Linked DNA regions of Gasterosteus aculeatus: regions 1 and 2 are each linked to region 3. Evidence: chromatin contacts called from public Hi-C data. All regions are on one chromosome and are shown on one strand. The core of a region is the stretch at or near the end of the contact, and the rest is flanking DNA. Distances in the headings are between cores, read along the strand shown. Region 1 overlaps myo9aa (myosin IXAa). Region 2 overlaps gramd2aa (GRAM domain containing 2Aa). Region 3 holds the start of trip4 (thyroid hormone receptor interactor 4).

Evidence for each region. Hi-C and Micro-C count contacts between places; a contact is called where the count stands out from the background.
Region 1: a Hi-C map of skeletal muscle shows a contact between it and region 3, with 3 times the contacts expected there. The contact joins the enhancer-like site here to the promoter of trip4 in region 3. A contact is called at or near these places in 4 of 6 Hi-C or Micro-C datasets (liver, skeletal muscle, tail fin and 1 more).
Region 2: a contact with region 3 is called in a Hi-C map of skeletal muscle, with 8 times the contacts expected there. The contact joins the enhancer-like site here to the promoter of trip4 in region 3. A contact is called at or near these places in 2 of 6 Hi-C or Micro-C datasets (skeletal muscle and whole body).

The regions. Positions count from the first base shown.
Region 1 is chr12:21,007,778-21,012,424 of fGasAcu3.hap1.1, reverse strand. myo9aa (myosin IXAa) reads right to left here. Exons shown (of 43, transcript XM_078085693.1): 20 at 3,844-3,924; 21 at 3,598-3,708; 22 at 1,804-1,926; 23 at 834-983; 24 at 159-457. Among protein-coding and RNA genes, the nearest start is that of scamp2l, 16 kb to the left of the region's middle. Within about 2 kb of position 2,929, at least 1 of the 9 cell types and tissues checked has open chromatin away from gene starts, as enhancers often do.
Region 2 is chr12:20,943,255-20,948,145 of fGasAcu3.hap1.1, reverse strand. gramd2aa (GRAM domain containing 2Aa) reads right to left here. Exons shown (of 12, transcript XM_040163983.2): 8 at 4,821-4,877; 9 at 3,745-3,922; 10 at 2,454-2,541; 11 at 1,744-1,848; 12 at 577-1,570. The coding sequence ends at 1,567. Among protein-coding and RNA genes, the nearest start is that of senp8, 9.6 kb to the left of the region's middle. Within about 2 kb of position 3,190, at least 1 of the 9 cell types and tissues checked has open chromatin away from gene starts, as enhancers often do.
Region 3 is chr12:20,801,205-20,806,269 of fGasAcu3.hap1.1, reverse strand. trip4 (thyroid hormone receptor interactor 4) reads right to left here and starts at 1,992. Exons shown (of 13, transcript XM_040164780.2): 1 at 1,601-1,992; 2 at 827-1,008; 3 at 470-600; 4 at 36-254. The coding sequence starts at 1,680. It overlaps chrna7a (cholinergic receptor, nicotinic, alpha 7a (neuronal)), which reads right to left. Exons shown (of 10, transcript XM_040197097.2): 8 at 4,927-5,013; 9 at 4,499-4,608; 10 at 3,098-4,137. The coding sequence ends at 3,598.

The DNA.
Region 1 (4,647 bases), core at 1,680-4,179, 210 kb before region 3:
AATGACCGAACACGCGACAGCAGGAGCCGCCTCAAAAGATGAATATGGCCTTTCACCAGCTACACCAGCTATTTCCACAGTGCTTAAGCTTTAAAAAACACTGTTTGCTTGTGATGAACTGAATGGAGGAGCTCGTGCTCGGGAACAGTGTGGCTCACCTCCGCCTGGCCAGGAAGCCTCTGCCGGTCGCCTGTAGTTGCGTCACGGCGGCGTACAGACGCAGGTAGGCGTCTCTGGCTTGATGACAGCGCCAGGCCGTCTGGATGACCGTGGCCGCCGTGCCGCGGCGGCAGAGCCATGACCTCCACGCCCGCTGCAGCACCAGGGCGGCCTCCCTCCACAGCCGGAGCCTGTGACGCTCCCTGAACCCCCGCCAGTGCGTCTGCAGACACAATGCCGCCCCCTCCTGGACGCCAGGGCCATAATCCTCTGTGGGCCGGCACAAACGCCACCACTTCTGCGAGGAGAAGATGATGAAGTATTAGTTTTAATAATAGTCAAAAGTTATATTCACGTATGCATCTTTATGCATTCGCATTTTTCTGGACTTAAAAACTTTGATTTGAAAAAAAAAGTTGATTTGATCGGAAATTGAGTAGGACGTTCACGCAGATTTCAAATTAAACTTAAATTAATTTCCAGTAGAAATAAAATAGGAATTAAAATAAAATGCCAGAAGACACCTTTTGGTAATCAAATATCACCTTTAGTGCTGCATTGAGGTAGGATTGAACAACATTATTACCAATATCTTTCTGATAAGTATTGCATAATCATAATAAAATGATAATTGACGCAATGAACCTTTAAACTTTAAAACGCGTGGGCCGTACCTGGATGCAGGTCGCTGCTTCTCTCATTCTCACAAACTGCTTCCTCTCCAGCAGCGCTCTGAACCGCCGCTGCAGCGCAACGATGCGTCTGAGCACCTCGGCGTGGAGGACGGCCTGGAGCCGCTGGCGCTCAGCCTCCCGGAGGAACACCTGAGGGGAGGGACCACGATGGAGTCAGTGCAGGGCAACGCGCGCACACACACACACACACACACACGCGTGCACACACACACGCACGCACACTTAATGAAGAAGGCGTTGTTAATGAGATGCACCAACTTACTACTCACACACAAAGCTCAGAGACCTCTGGCCAGATACACGGCCACAACTATGTCAGGTATGATCCTCTAATTATATAGACAGCATCCCAGAGACGAGGACCCCCTCCCGACCCCCCACATCATCATGACTCATTCCTACCAACGGAGACCAAGTATGGGGCACTGGCCTCATTACGTCCTTTTATTCCCGAGGGAGGAAGCTTCAGGTAATATGAGTTTCTCCTCAACACCAAGCCTTCCCCATGTCTCAGAGCCTATTTATAGTTCCATTGAGAGGCAGCGGTTTAATGAACCTGCACAATATGAACCCCACATTATCTTTAGTAAATCATTTTCGGGTCGTGGACCGACATTTTCTGGATTCCTAACTGCCTCAACGTGCAATTTAACATGACATAGAACTAATAATACCATCCAGTATAATGAGCCTAAACATTTTCTTTTCAGCACTGAAGAGCTCGACTTTTACAATTTACAAAGTGAATCTATTCAACACAATGCACCCTGTACACATACATGCATATAATATATATCTATATAAATATGTACACAAACACATATACCTATATTATTTGTACAATGGATATATTTAGATATATATATCGATAGCATATTAACAGCACATGCCGCTTCACGCTGAGCTGTATTTGTTTGTGCGTGGAGGAAGCAGGGCGGAGGGTAAATACCATCGTCTTTCCCACTTGGTACCCATCTGCTTGGAGGTCCAGCTGGTCCAGGCTCTGCTGGATGCCGTCTCTGGTGGCCCTGGCGCGCTCCGGGAGCAACACACTGAAGTGATGGATAAAATCCTATCAGGAAGACACGATGGACAGGTGTTAATGAGAAGCGTGCGTGTTATCCTTCAGTGTCCTGAGTGTGTTTCCACATTTCATGGATTGTGGTTCCACGAGCAGAAAGATAAAGAGTCACGAGCTGCAACATCAAATGGAAAGCAAACAAGCAGCTACACTTAAAAAATTTTAAAAAATCTTTCTTGCTGCTACACCAGAAAGTAGAAATATATATATATCTATAAAACAATATTTCTCTGTTAGATTTTATTAATATTTATGAAAGCATACTACTGATACTACTACTACTACCACCACACTGCATTTACTTGGTGTTGAAATATCATGATATTATGTCTATATATAAATAAGTGAAGTTCAAACAGGCTGAAAAGAGCAAATACCGGTTTCTGTTCTCAGTCTAAGGGCCCAGGAAAACTATAACAATATATCTTTAACAATGTAACTTTAAGATATGAAATGTGTCTAATATGAAGAACAGAGCAGGCCAACATTGTGTAATGTTTGTTTCTGTGCCAAGAGGTTAAAAGTAATAATAATAATAACAACAACAACAGGTAATTATAGATCTAGTGTTTAAACTAGTATGTGTAATATATGGATGATAGATTGCAATTTATTAGAAATATACTCCAGCTATTTTCTAGTTCCTTTTTTAGATGATACAGCTTTGGCATATTTCTAATAAATGGCCAAGATTTTACCATCTGTGCTGAAGTTTCTCCCCCCAGCGGGGCAGGACAATTCGGGAGGGGCTGAAAGTGAAATAAAAAACTCCGGCGAGGCCCATGTGGTTTCAGCTAGAAGTCCATATTTGCAGGGGTTTGAACATCATGACATAAATATGCTGAACTCCCACTCTTCAGACTGAGCCCCATTGTCTGAATTCAATACACTCGGGGCTGCAGGGGGGCGGGGAGGGAAACAGATGCTGTGTTTATACAATTACAAGCATGGGGAGTGCTTCAGAGAGCCAAGCACAATGGAGAGGCTCTGTCCCGAAGAGGCTGGAAGCAGCAGACTCCTCCACAGTGATACCATGCCCGAGATATTTGTCATTAGTGCTGACCGCAGCACTAAATGTGTTTGGGGTGGGTGTGGGGGGGGAAGACGGTCCGGGGTGAGTTGGACCGCGGAGCGAGGGTGGAGCAGCCAACGAGTGGCCAGGTGACCTCATGAAGATCATTTAAAGAACGTAAAGTGTGTAGAGTGTGCAAAGCCGTCATCAGGGCAAAGGTAGGCTAAAATATAAAGTTATTCATTGAGCTTTTTTTGAATCCACATAAACCTTCATGTTACTTCACAGTTTTGATGTCTTCCGTATTAATCTAGAATGTAGAAATAAAGAAAATCCATTGAATGAGAAGGCGTGTCCACGCTTAAAAAACGTGATCTGCACAAATGACACAAAATGGGCATTCAGGAACCACGGAATGGAAACTAATGGAAGAGATGTGAGCCACTCCCAAGCGCCCTCCGTCCAAAGACTCGCTTCCAGCCTGCATTAAAACTGGATCGCCGTCATTAGTCATGCGGCTCTTTATCGCGGGGGATGACATCATCGCGAGGGGAGCCAATGTGGTTAAGACACCTCGCCTTGCCGCCTAACTGAATTACTGCGCGCACTGCATTCGCTTTAAAATGATTTGTTTTCCTGGTGCGTGTTACCTTGAAGCTGTACTTGATGTTGTAGCCCGACAGTCGGATGCGCACCGTCTCCAGCATGCCGGTGTAGCGCAGCTGCCTCAGCACCAGGTCGTCATTGAACCTTAAGGGCAGCTGGGAGAGAGAGAGAGGGGAAACGGGGAAAAGGACACATGGCAGAGGTCACGGAGGGGAGGGAAATGTTCAAACTCTAACAAAAGGAAACGAAAAATGCTTGGTGAACAGCAGTCCGGAGCGAGCACGCGGTACCTTGTCAGCGTTGGAACGGATGCACTTGACGAAATAGGGCTCGGACTGACCCAGAGTCTCCATCAGCTTATTGAGGGAGGCCTGGGGGAGAGACGAGAGACCGAGCGGACGTTAGATTCGACGCAAAGAGGAGCGCTCTGCTTGCGTGGCTCCGTCGTGGTTTTGGTTTTCGCAGGCAGAAGTCAAAATCAGACGTGAATAACTGCTCGGAACATCCAGTAAATCTCTTGGCTGCAACATTCAAGTCGCTGCCCGGGATCATAAATACGAGAAATATGTCCATGTAAGCATGTGGTTCTGCAAGCAATCATTGCGTGTGTGTGTGTGTGCATAAACAAATGCACATGTATGTCAGCAGCGTGTGTGATGATTCAGTGGAAGGCAGGAGGTATTCAGTCTGCTCCTCCTCCTCCTCTTCCTCATCCTCCATGGGAGATTAAAGCAATCAGCGGAGCACAGGATGTGGGAAGTGAAGTCATCCACACACACACACACACACACACACACACGGAGGCCAGAGGGGCCGCGGAACTCAGTCAGAGCAGAAGGAAAGTAACGTGGGGGTTTTCTATGCTATTCCGAATGCTAAATGTAGAGGCCAGTTATATCAATGTATTTCAGGTCCAGAGGAAGACAATAGTCTTCTGTAAAACGCTAAAAACAGAGTCAAACAGACTTTGAACGGGCCTTTTTACTTTATTCTTGGGTCTCATCTGCCACTAGGAGAACATGAGGGAAACGTGCAGTACAAAAGGAAAACATTATACTTTGTCACCAACATTTTTTTTCATGAAACATTTACTT
Region 2 (4,891 bases), core at 1,941-4,440, 140 kb before region 3:
CACTTGTAAGCAGGCGTGGCGGCCCGTCCAGACGCCATCCCACGGACGTCTGTGGCGACATTACTGGGACCACTGGAACACCCGCTCATCCTCAAAATCCTCCCCTCAGCCGGTTAGTAAGAGCACGGGTCGTACGTTTACAGTGTGAGACACGTGTGGACGTCTCCGTTGTCTCGTGGAGACTTTCCACGTGGCTTCAGCTTCTTGAGATGATCAGTCAGATAATGTTTACTGTTCATCCGTTTGAATGCATTTCCTCTCTTATGGTGGGTTGTTTTTTTTTTAAGCTACTGAACGCAGTTAAACCACGAGAAGTTGAATAGTACGAGTTCTTGAGTTCAGACAGAAACGTGGAATAAAAGCGGTGCCACTGGAGAACAGCTCCAGATGTCGCGTATTAAGCATCGAGGGCTTCAGCCAACATTTTGTTCCAGCCTAATTATTCCGGGCGGGTTGAAGAAGGTACTAAATTTGACTGAGCTGTCACGGCTTTTCATGGTGGTCTTGTGTGTAGTGCCGATATGACGGGATGCAGGGTTAAATGTTGACCCCCCCCCCAAAAAAAGTCTTGAATCCTTTTTGTTTGTCGGCATTTTGTTGCCAATTTAATTCATATGGATTTCACAAACTAGTCTAGGACTACATTCCACCCGTGTCTGCAAAAATCACTGTTTACACCCCGAGACAAAGATACAATCACCTTTTTGAGTCTTTGGTGACTTCAATTGAAATGTATAAAATAAAAACAAAGTATCCTGGTAACTACTTTCAAACAGCAGGTAACTAAAAGAGAAACGATGCATGTCACTGGATCATCTCCTTCACATTAAAGATAACAAGTGGTGTTATCACTTCAGTGTATTACATTTAAATGGCAGGTAACTTTAATCTGTCGTTTATCTGTCGTCATAGCATCACTTCTTTCCATAAAAACCCTTAAAAATGACAACCGAGTACCAATTATCAAGAATAAAAGAGATCGAATCTCTTAAAACAGTTGTTGTGGACATGTGTTTTAAAAAGTGCATTTTGTTGTAGTTTGCTTTAACAGTCTACTGTGTGCTGTTCTGCAAGAGCTCACCAGAGAGACAAACAAACATTTGGTTCAGTCAACTACTCGAGAACATGTTGGATACGAACCCCGCAGATCCCCCTGAAATATCTCTTCTATCCGTCTTTTCAAGTAATTAATGTGTTTAACTTTCCATCCTCGCCTTTACTTCCAACCAATACTCCTAAACGTCACAAGCAGCAGCTTCATCTGCGATCTGCTCTCTACTCTCATGCTTAGAGATTCGTTCGTTAAAAGAGGAAATGTCCGTGAGAGGAAAAGGCAATGGTAGACAAATCAGAAGCTACAGTAAAAGCTACTTTAAATTCAGAAATAAATAGACAGTCTGTTTGCATAGCCTGGAAGTGATCACTACGAAGGAGGTCCTTTCATCTGGGATGATCTTCTCTGGGCTCCGACGCTGGTCCCGGATCTGTGCAGGAGGCCATCGTCGGCTCAAAGCGCCAGAAGAGAAAACAGCCGCCGATCTACAGTGTCGCAGCCGAGAGCAGCGGTTACCTGGACGAGAGGAGGGCAGGTTAGACCGTTAAATGACGTCTTACACGGATCATAGTATTTACCGGTATTGTTCCTGATCAATAACGAGGATAAACACAACTCTGCCGGTCTCACACACGCGGTTCATTCAGTCTCTTATGACTGAATCCAAGCTTTCATTTCATTCCCGTTACCTTTCCCTCAGGGGCAGATTTGGGTTGCTGAGGAAGGACATCTGCTGCTCCAGGCTGCACACGCGAAAGGCCAGATAGCAGGATGAGAGGATGAGGAGGATGATGCTGAAGGAAGAAGACCAGACACACACACACACACATCAGGGGAAGGACGTACAAAAGCTACACAGCTGTAATGTGAACCGATGAACACTGGGAGGCAACGTTTCACTTCCCGTCAACTCCGTCAGACTTTGGCAAATCAAGTGTGCTTTCTATTCCTGCTGAACTTTTACTAAGCATCAAAACAAAGTTCCAGAGATGTTAAATGTGGCCACTGCTTCACAGTCGTTCGTGGAGTGAAGGAAACATGTTTCTTTCTGTTTCATCTTTACTTTTCAGTCCAAACCTCCAGGAGCAGAGAGGGGATCACCTGCTCTCTGAAGGTGCGAAGGCCTCACGACCACCAGGCGAAGGACGGGTCTCTGATCGCCGCTACGCCACCGAGCCGGTGGAGCAACGAGGGCACAGGCAACTTATTTGACGCTCCGCACTGAATCTTAATAATTAAGTTTGTTCTCATCAGAGGTCGGATCCCCCCGGGTTCGGTTTGACAGAGTGAATTGGCCACGATTTATGCCTCCATGTTAATGCATAAATCGTGTGTGTGTGTGTGAGTCAGCTGTCGGAGGAGGTGACGGTGGTGTCGGTGTGTCGCTCTGTATACTCACAGTAGGGTGAAGAACTTGAGCAGCTGGTACTCCATCTGGCCCAGTTCTGGCTCTGATAAAAGACCTCTGTCTGTTTGCAGAGCTCGCTCTGTAAAACACACACACACACACACTATAACATTAACCCATCAACAGTACATGGCCTGACTGCGCTACATGCTTCACTTTCAACAGTGCCGGCCCACCTGTTAGAGCAACAATATGAACTTTACAGCCCGAAAACAAAACACAAAAAAAAAGTAATTTTTAAATTCTGGTCGTAGATAGAAAATGTCAGTGTGGAATTAAATAAAAATAATCAACACTGGGAGCTGTTATATAACCTTGTTGTTGTCACAGGGCAAACATCTCAACCAAGAGTTTGAGGACAAACCAACCAATTTATATATAAATAAATAGAGAAAGTAAGAAATGATACAACGAGAAAACATAGTTTTTGCCTGTTGAGTTAAACAATAAATAAAGAGTTATGTAGTTTTTCATTTAGTGTTCATTTAAGGTATTGCATGGAGGAAGGGCTCATCTCAATCATCAATCATTTAGTGATTTATCATCACAGCCTGAATCTCTTTTTGTGTGATTCATTCAATCAAATATGCTTCGTTCTACATCTTGCAGTGACATCATCTGCCAGCTCTCCACAGCCGCGATGCTAACGTGCACGATCACGTGCTGGACAGCAGAGAACATTAATGTAGGTCAGTGTTGAGAAACGGACGGTCAACTGTCCTCGGATAACGTGGACATTGTTTGTGATCATCTCCCCTTAATCTGAAGCGCCCAAAGCTTTCTGATACAAACCGCTGCACCGTTTAATCTCCATTTGGAGCTTTGTGTGTCGTTGCATAAGAGAGACGTTGCCATCCAGAAGCAATTACTCTTCTTTCACGCTCACACACGCAGAAATTCACCCAAAAAGCTTAAAGGGCGCTAGCTCGCGCACACACACACACACACACACACACACACACACACACACGTGCATCCAGGGTATCCTATAGAGGAAAAGTCAATTTGAAGAGTCTTTCCTCTGACTCACTATTACTTCTCATTATTGAGTGGACAGACTTCCTCGTCCCCCCGTACACATTGACCACATAACGGCTGTCCGTGTTCTTAAGATTAATAGCCAATCTGTCGCTGGCAAAGCAACTTAATTACATTTTGTTGGACGAGAACTAAAAGGCTGCAGGCGGCTTTCCCTCTCAATGCGTTATTGATTATTAACTGATCCCTGCAGGATGAGTTGAAAGCTCGGAGCACGGAGGAATAGCACCCCGCCTCGCGTCACCTTCCAGCGGCTGCTCTGGTTTGAAGGGCGCGTCGGCGGCGCTCAGGCTGCTGGTGGAGTTGCCCAGGAGGTCGGGGAGGGAGGAGGACACGGACACCACGGAGGGTTTCCTCCTCCACTTCAACACCGACGGGAACTCGTCGACCACCGGGAACTCGTCTGGAGCTGGGAACTCGTCCTGTGGCACAGAGGAGAGCGGAGGATGGAGATGACTACTGACTCGCAGCGATATAACTGCATAACAGACAGTTTGGCTTTTTTTTCTTTCTAGACTTCAATCATATTTTGGTTTTGTGAACACTACATGGGAGTGAAACCCTGAAACGAGCTATTTCCACACCACGAAGGTGATGCTATAAATGCGTTATAACCATTCAAGGGAACAACTATGGCGCCGTCTTTCATCCTTGCTATTTGTGAAAAAAAAGAAAAGAAATAGTAATTCATGAGAAAGTGTAGTTATGAATGTTAATGAACACATTTTGTTACACAACTTTCCCACCCAAAATCTGCTTCAGTTAATGACTTAACCAAGCGATAGTAAATTATTTATTAGCATAAATAGCTGACTGCTATCTGTCGGTTAAAGCTTCGATAAGCAACAACGGGAAGAGATATTCAGCAAGGTCACCAAATCTCAATTTCTACAACTTCTGATTACAAATCAATTCAAGCATCTTAACATTTTCCGTGTTAAAGTATCAAAGCTCGACAAAAGCTTCCACGAGCCCTTTTTTCTTTAAACATTTTCAGTTTAGACGACAACTTAAAACATCTCAATACAAACGCTGTTCTGTGATGCAGTGGCCTCTAGTGTGTGTGCACACACACACACACACACACACACACACACACACGGTGACTTCACTTTGATAGAATCTTGTCGACTCGAGGGATTATTCACCGGGCGAACGCAGCTGTAACAAAATGTCTGTGTAGGAATGTGAGTCGGATGTTCGTGTAATTAGGGAACGTTGTCGGAGGCCTTTAGACCAATAGGGAAAGCACATTGGAATCATTAAATATTAGGAGGTGTTGACACCCACTTGCATCTTTCTAATTGTATGAAGACTGACCAGCGATAACGTCGGCTCCTCCATGAACTGCTTCAAGCTCAGACTTTTCCCGTTGACCTGAAGAAAAAGGA
Region 3 (5,065 bases), core at 743-3,242:
ATGAAGTAATCCAAGCACTCAAAACTCTTACGTACCAGATTTTTACAGAAGAGGCAGGGCCCTGAGCCCTCCTGCTCACATACGATGCGGCCACAGCTGATGCAGTTGTTTATAAGCTTGTGCTTTTGGGCAAGGCAGTCACAGGAATGTCTACCCGGGAGTAAGATGGACAGCTTGTCTTGTCCTTCTTTAGCATAGATATTAACGAACTTACTTTTCTTCTTTGTTGAAGAAGAACTGCTGTTTTCTTGGGCCTGAGAAAGTAGAAAAAAAATGAAGACAGCAATCAAGAACAGAGGCAATACATAGATGAGGTAAACAAACTAGCCGAACTCTAAAAATGGAGTGGATCATTTATAAATATACTTCATGGGATTTTTCATTGTTTTACTAAAACAATGAGAATTAAAAATGTGAAATTACTTATAAGTGATTGCAGAACAAAAGTTGAGGGCTGATGTTTACGCACCCTCATCAGATCAATGGGGGTTTTGACTGCCTCTGGCTCGGGCTCCGCTGGGCTCACAGTCAGCACATCCTGTTTGTTACGGCCCTTGCGTTTTGACTTCTTCTGACCGTCTTTGGTCACGTCTTGTGACTCTGGGAAAACAGCGCGAATTTCCGTCAACGTGGGTAGGGCATTGAAACCAATTTGATACCTCTGTAATTAAATTTCCACATTTAACCACTAGAATTTGTATTTGTTTCCAATGTTTAGTCAAGTAGTTTCCATGGTAGTTTTATTGCAGATTGTTAATGGCTGGAAGGTACCTTCATGTGCAGATTAAATGAAAAAAGAAAGTCTGATGTTTATCACACAGCCTACCTGCTGATGAAGTCGATTCCTTCAGAAGGAAAACACCTGAGGTATCTGGAGCCTGTGTTTTAGTCCTCTTCCACCTGCTGAGGAACTCATTGATGAACTGTCCTTTCCTCCCATCGGTGCCCTGCAGGAGGTCTCCCACATACTCTTCTATCTCTTCAGCATTTTCGATGGATAGAATGTATCTAGACAGCAGAACAGCAAAATCACTGCTTTATCCAAACAGTTTTTGTCAAAGTGAATGTAGAAAAAAAAAACTCCAAAAGGAGTCTTAAATTGGACCGATTTGTAAGATATTAATTTAATTTGAGATAAAACAGTTACTAGTGAATGAATTATTCTTGTCTTATTTTTATTTATTAATTTTAAAGTTCACAAGTTGAATAGTTCAAAATGTATTATTTTGTCACTTCAAATGAGTGCATTTAACAAGTTATGAAATGAAAGCACAGGCTGACTGTTAGCTCACAAATAACGTTAGCTAGCGTTAATACACCTGTCAAACTGTCCCCCCCGTTGGTGTTAACGTTACAGCTGGAGGGCCAAACTTATCTAGCGAGCTGTATTTAATAAAAAGCGGTACACGTAACACACGAGTTGGAGTAGCATTTGATACGTAGGCAAAATGTTTTATAAAGAAACACATCGCAGCACCAAACTACCAAGCTATCTTTTTTTAATGTTTCTCCCTGTTAGCTTGCTGGCTGGCTGTTAGCTCTTCGTCTGACGTCAAGTTTTTATTTTGGGCTAACGTGGACTAGCTGTGGCGTTACTTACTGGACGATGTCTTCACATGCTTCCAACCCGAACTTGTAGTGTAACTGGTCCACGCACCACTGCAACAGAGCCTCGGACATGTTTACCCGCTGGGAAGAACGTGACACTCACAAACACGAACCGAATGTAGCATTAGCGTGTCAAACGGAACCACTGTGTTTCCAGTCGGCGACATAACAAATGCACACAATACGTGGCCGCAGTGAATACCTTCCGGAATGAAACGCATGTTTGTCTTTTAAGGTTCCTCGTCACGTCAGTACAACTTAAAAAAAAAGTCTGGGGCCGTTCAGACAAAACTGCAGGGCATCTTTGACAAAAGTCTACTATTTTTTGTTTGTTTCAGGAATGTATGCACATTTCCACCTCCAAGTTTTGTCAGACTTGAAATTGAATGCAATTAGTTTTTAACCAGAGAAGGTGTGAAATTGGGTGTTTTTTTTCAAATCCGTCACTAGGTGTCAACTTTGTAGTGCAGTGTAATAATACAGGTGCATTTAGACTGGACTTTACAATAACGTTATCTGTACCAAACGACTCAATTGGTCTGTATTTCAACCAACTGAAGTAAAAATCTTGTGAAAACCTTGTTATAAGATGAATGCATATTTGATTGGTTCTACTTTTCTTGATTAAATCCATTTTATGACGTTTTGTACTCCACTAGCTGCATTTTGGAGGTAAATATTGTATTTTTACTTGACTACATTTATCTAAAGGCTTCAGTTACTTTTCAGATTCAGATAGTTATACACATTCTGTCATTGTGTCTACACACTCACACAGGCAAGTAATATAAAGCTTATTTAAATATGAAGATAAAGATTTTCTCCGAAAATGTCTTGGCTCAATTATAACATTGCTTCTTCTTTAAACACAAACATGTATTAATGGAATGGGGAAAAGTGATATTTAATTTAATTCATTTCGATATGGATTTGTGACTTGATGGAACTTTATTAGTGTTCAGTGCAGTTTTTCATTCAGTCTTTGCAAAAAAACAAGGAATAGGCCATTGAATGACTCATCTCCCTCTGCGTAATATTACCAGAGCTGCAGTGGAGTACTTTTGTCTTTGACCTACCCAGAGGGTTTTTTGGCTCTATCTGGATGTCCTGTAAAATCAGATAGTGGAATTCAAGGTCATAGTCGGAATAAGAATGTGTGGATGGAGCAGCAGATTATCTACAGTATATTTGTATAGAAAGTGCAGATCTGTGCAGCGATGTTTGTCTTTTTTCAAAGACGGTTTCTTTGGAATTCACCCAACGTTCTTTATTTGAAAGGACCGACTGATGGGGGTGAGAGGAGGCTGTGACACGTGCGACGCAGGTCTCATAACTGGAATAAAAGCAGAGATGTTGAGGTCGTGTTGCATCCTCTGTAACCACTGAGCTGCTAAGGCACCAGAAAAATGTGAACCATCTCACATGAAAAGCAAACTATTCTGACCTCAGTCACGTGAGCAAGACGGGATAACAAACACGACAAACATGGTTTTGCTTTTATAATTTGTATTTATGAAAAGGCGACTTACAACATCACATAGATATAAATGTTCATGTGATGCAACAAACACATTTTAATACATGATATATGTGCTTCTAATTTTTTTGTATAATAAGTAGACTGTTAGAATTTTGTTAATCGCATTATAATGAACAATAACACACTCAACTGCACGTAGATTGCAAGTAGATTCTAGTACTAGATTATCAAATTACCCAACTTAAAAAATGCTTTAAAGTATCAGTATTTCTGGGTTATTTCAGAATTGTACAAGAGAATTAAATGTTAAAATGTTCCTTTAATATGCCACAAGGCTGTGTATTATAAAAGGCAACGAATGGGCATAAATTAGTTGTTAGTATTTATGCCGTAGATACAATTTGCCTGAAGTCGCAGTAACTGTATACAATTTACTGCCACATTAGATTACAAATGGTTACTCTGTGATGGGAGACATTGGTGTCCTGTCTTTTTTTGTGATGAAGACCTTAAGTGGAAAAGTCCTTGGAAACGGCATCCACAAAGTTGGGTGCTGACATGAGGATCCCGATGGTGAAGAGGATAGTGAAGAGGGAGAAAGCCAGGAGGCAAAGCCTGTCGATGACGGACGCGGCGAATTTCCACTCGTTGCACACCGACTTGTCATCGTCTTGGTGACGGAAGCGCTTGGCGATGTATCGCACCTCCTCCAGGATCTTGGCCAGCTCTGGCTCCACGCTGCCCGCCGGAGAGCCGTGACCCGCGGGCAGGAGCAGCTCATCCTCTCCCGCCCCCCCGGCCAGCCGAGCGCAGAGGACCCCGGAGTCGGGCGAGGTGGCGGCGTACTTGATGCTGTCCAGGCCCCGGATGCCGACGTAGAGCAATTTTCCGTTGGTGGATTGGGGAGCTGGGGCACCGAGATCCACGCTGGTCACGCCGGTCACGCTGTTCTGCGGGGCCTCGTCGTGACGGGCCGGGCGCGGACGCCCCTCACCCGGGCGCTTCATGCGCAGGAACCAGGCGCACCAGTTCAGCAGGATCACGCGGATCTTTTGGGTCAAGGGTGAGAGAATTATGAAGAAATGAACAAGGCTTTTAAAATCAATGAAGGGAGGTGACATCAACCAGAGAATATCCAGCTTTATGTTTCTTTTCTCCCAAATCATAATGAAAAGCTTGTTATTTTGTGGTCTTTAGATACAACTATTTAATTGGAAGATTTATAGAAATACATGAGCCAGACTTTGAGTTCTCCTGGTAAATATTTGTAGCTAACTTTCTGAACACCAGAGGACCTCTGGCCTGGAAGACACCCCAAGCAAATTCAACTCAATCATAACGAACCACACCCTAATGGCTAATGGGGTCATACGAGTCACAAGTAATGGTGCAAAATGAAACCACACTCACCCACTTTGGCATCTTGCCTCCATCAGGGTCATGGTGGTGATATTGTAAGACCACAACTGTGGCCATTATTGAGAGACCAACAATGACCATGATGGTGGCAAAGTACTGAGCTGGGGGAAGAAGAAATAGAGAAGGCAGTGAGAATGGAAACAATAAAACAGATGAAGGCAACATTGCAAGAAGTCCCGAGAATAAAGTGAAAGGTCCCCTCCTTCTATGTCTTAAAAAATGCACTGCTTCAAATATGGTGACTCAGAGTTCTATATACATATAAATACATTTAAAAAAAATCAGAATACTGGTTGAGTTACACTGAGAGGTGAGAGAACCCACGATGGGAAACGACTGCACACATTTACCCCGGTGTCGTCACGCTGATAGCCGTTGACACCCGCAGCGACTGCTTTCAACGTCACACCGGCGCTTACCTAGTAAAGGCACCGAGTCCGATGTGGCGGGCATAATCTCTGCAACCAGGAGCATGAAGACAGCCAGGGAGAGGAGGACCGTAATGCCTGCGAAGGAGACCACGTCTCTGTAAGCTCTAAACTATTAAGCAAAGTGGAA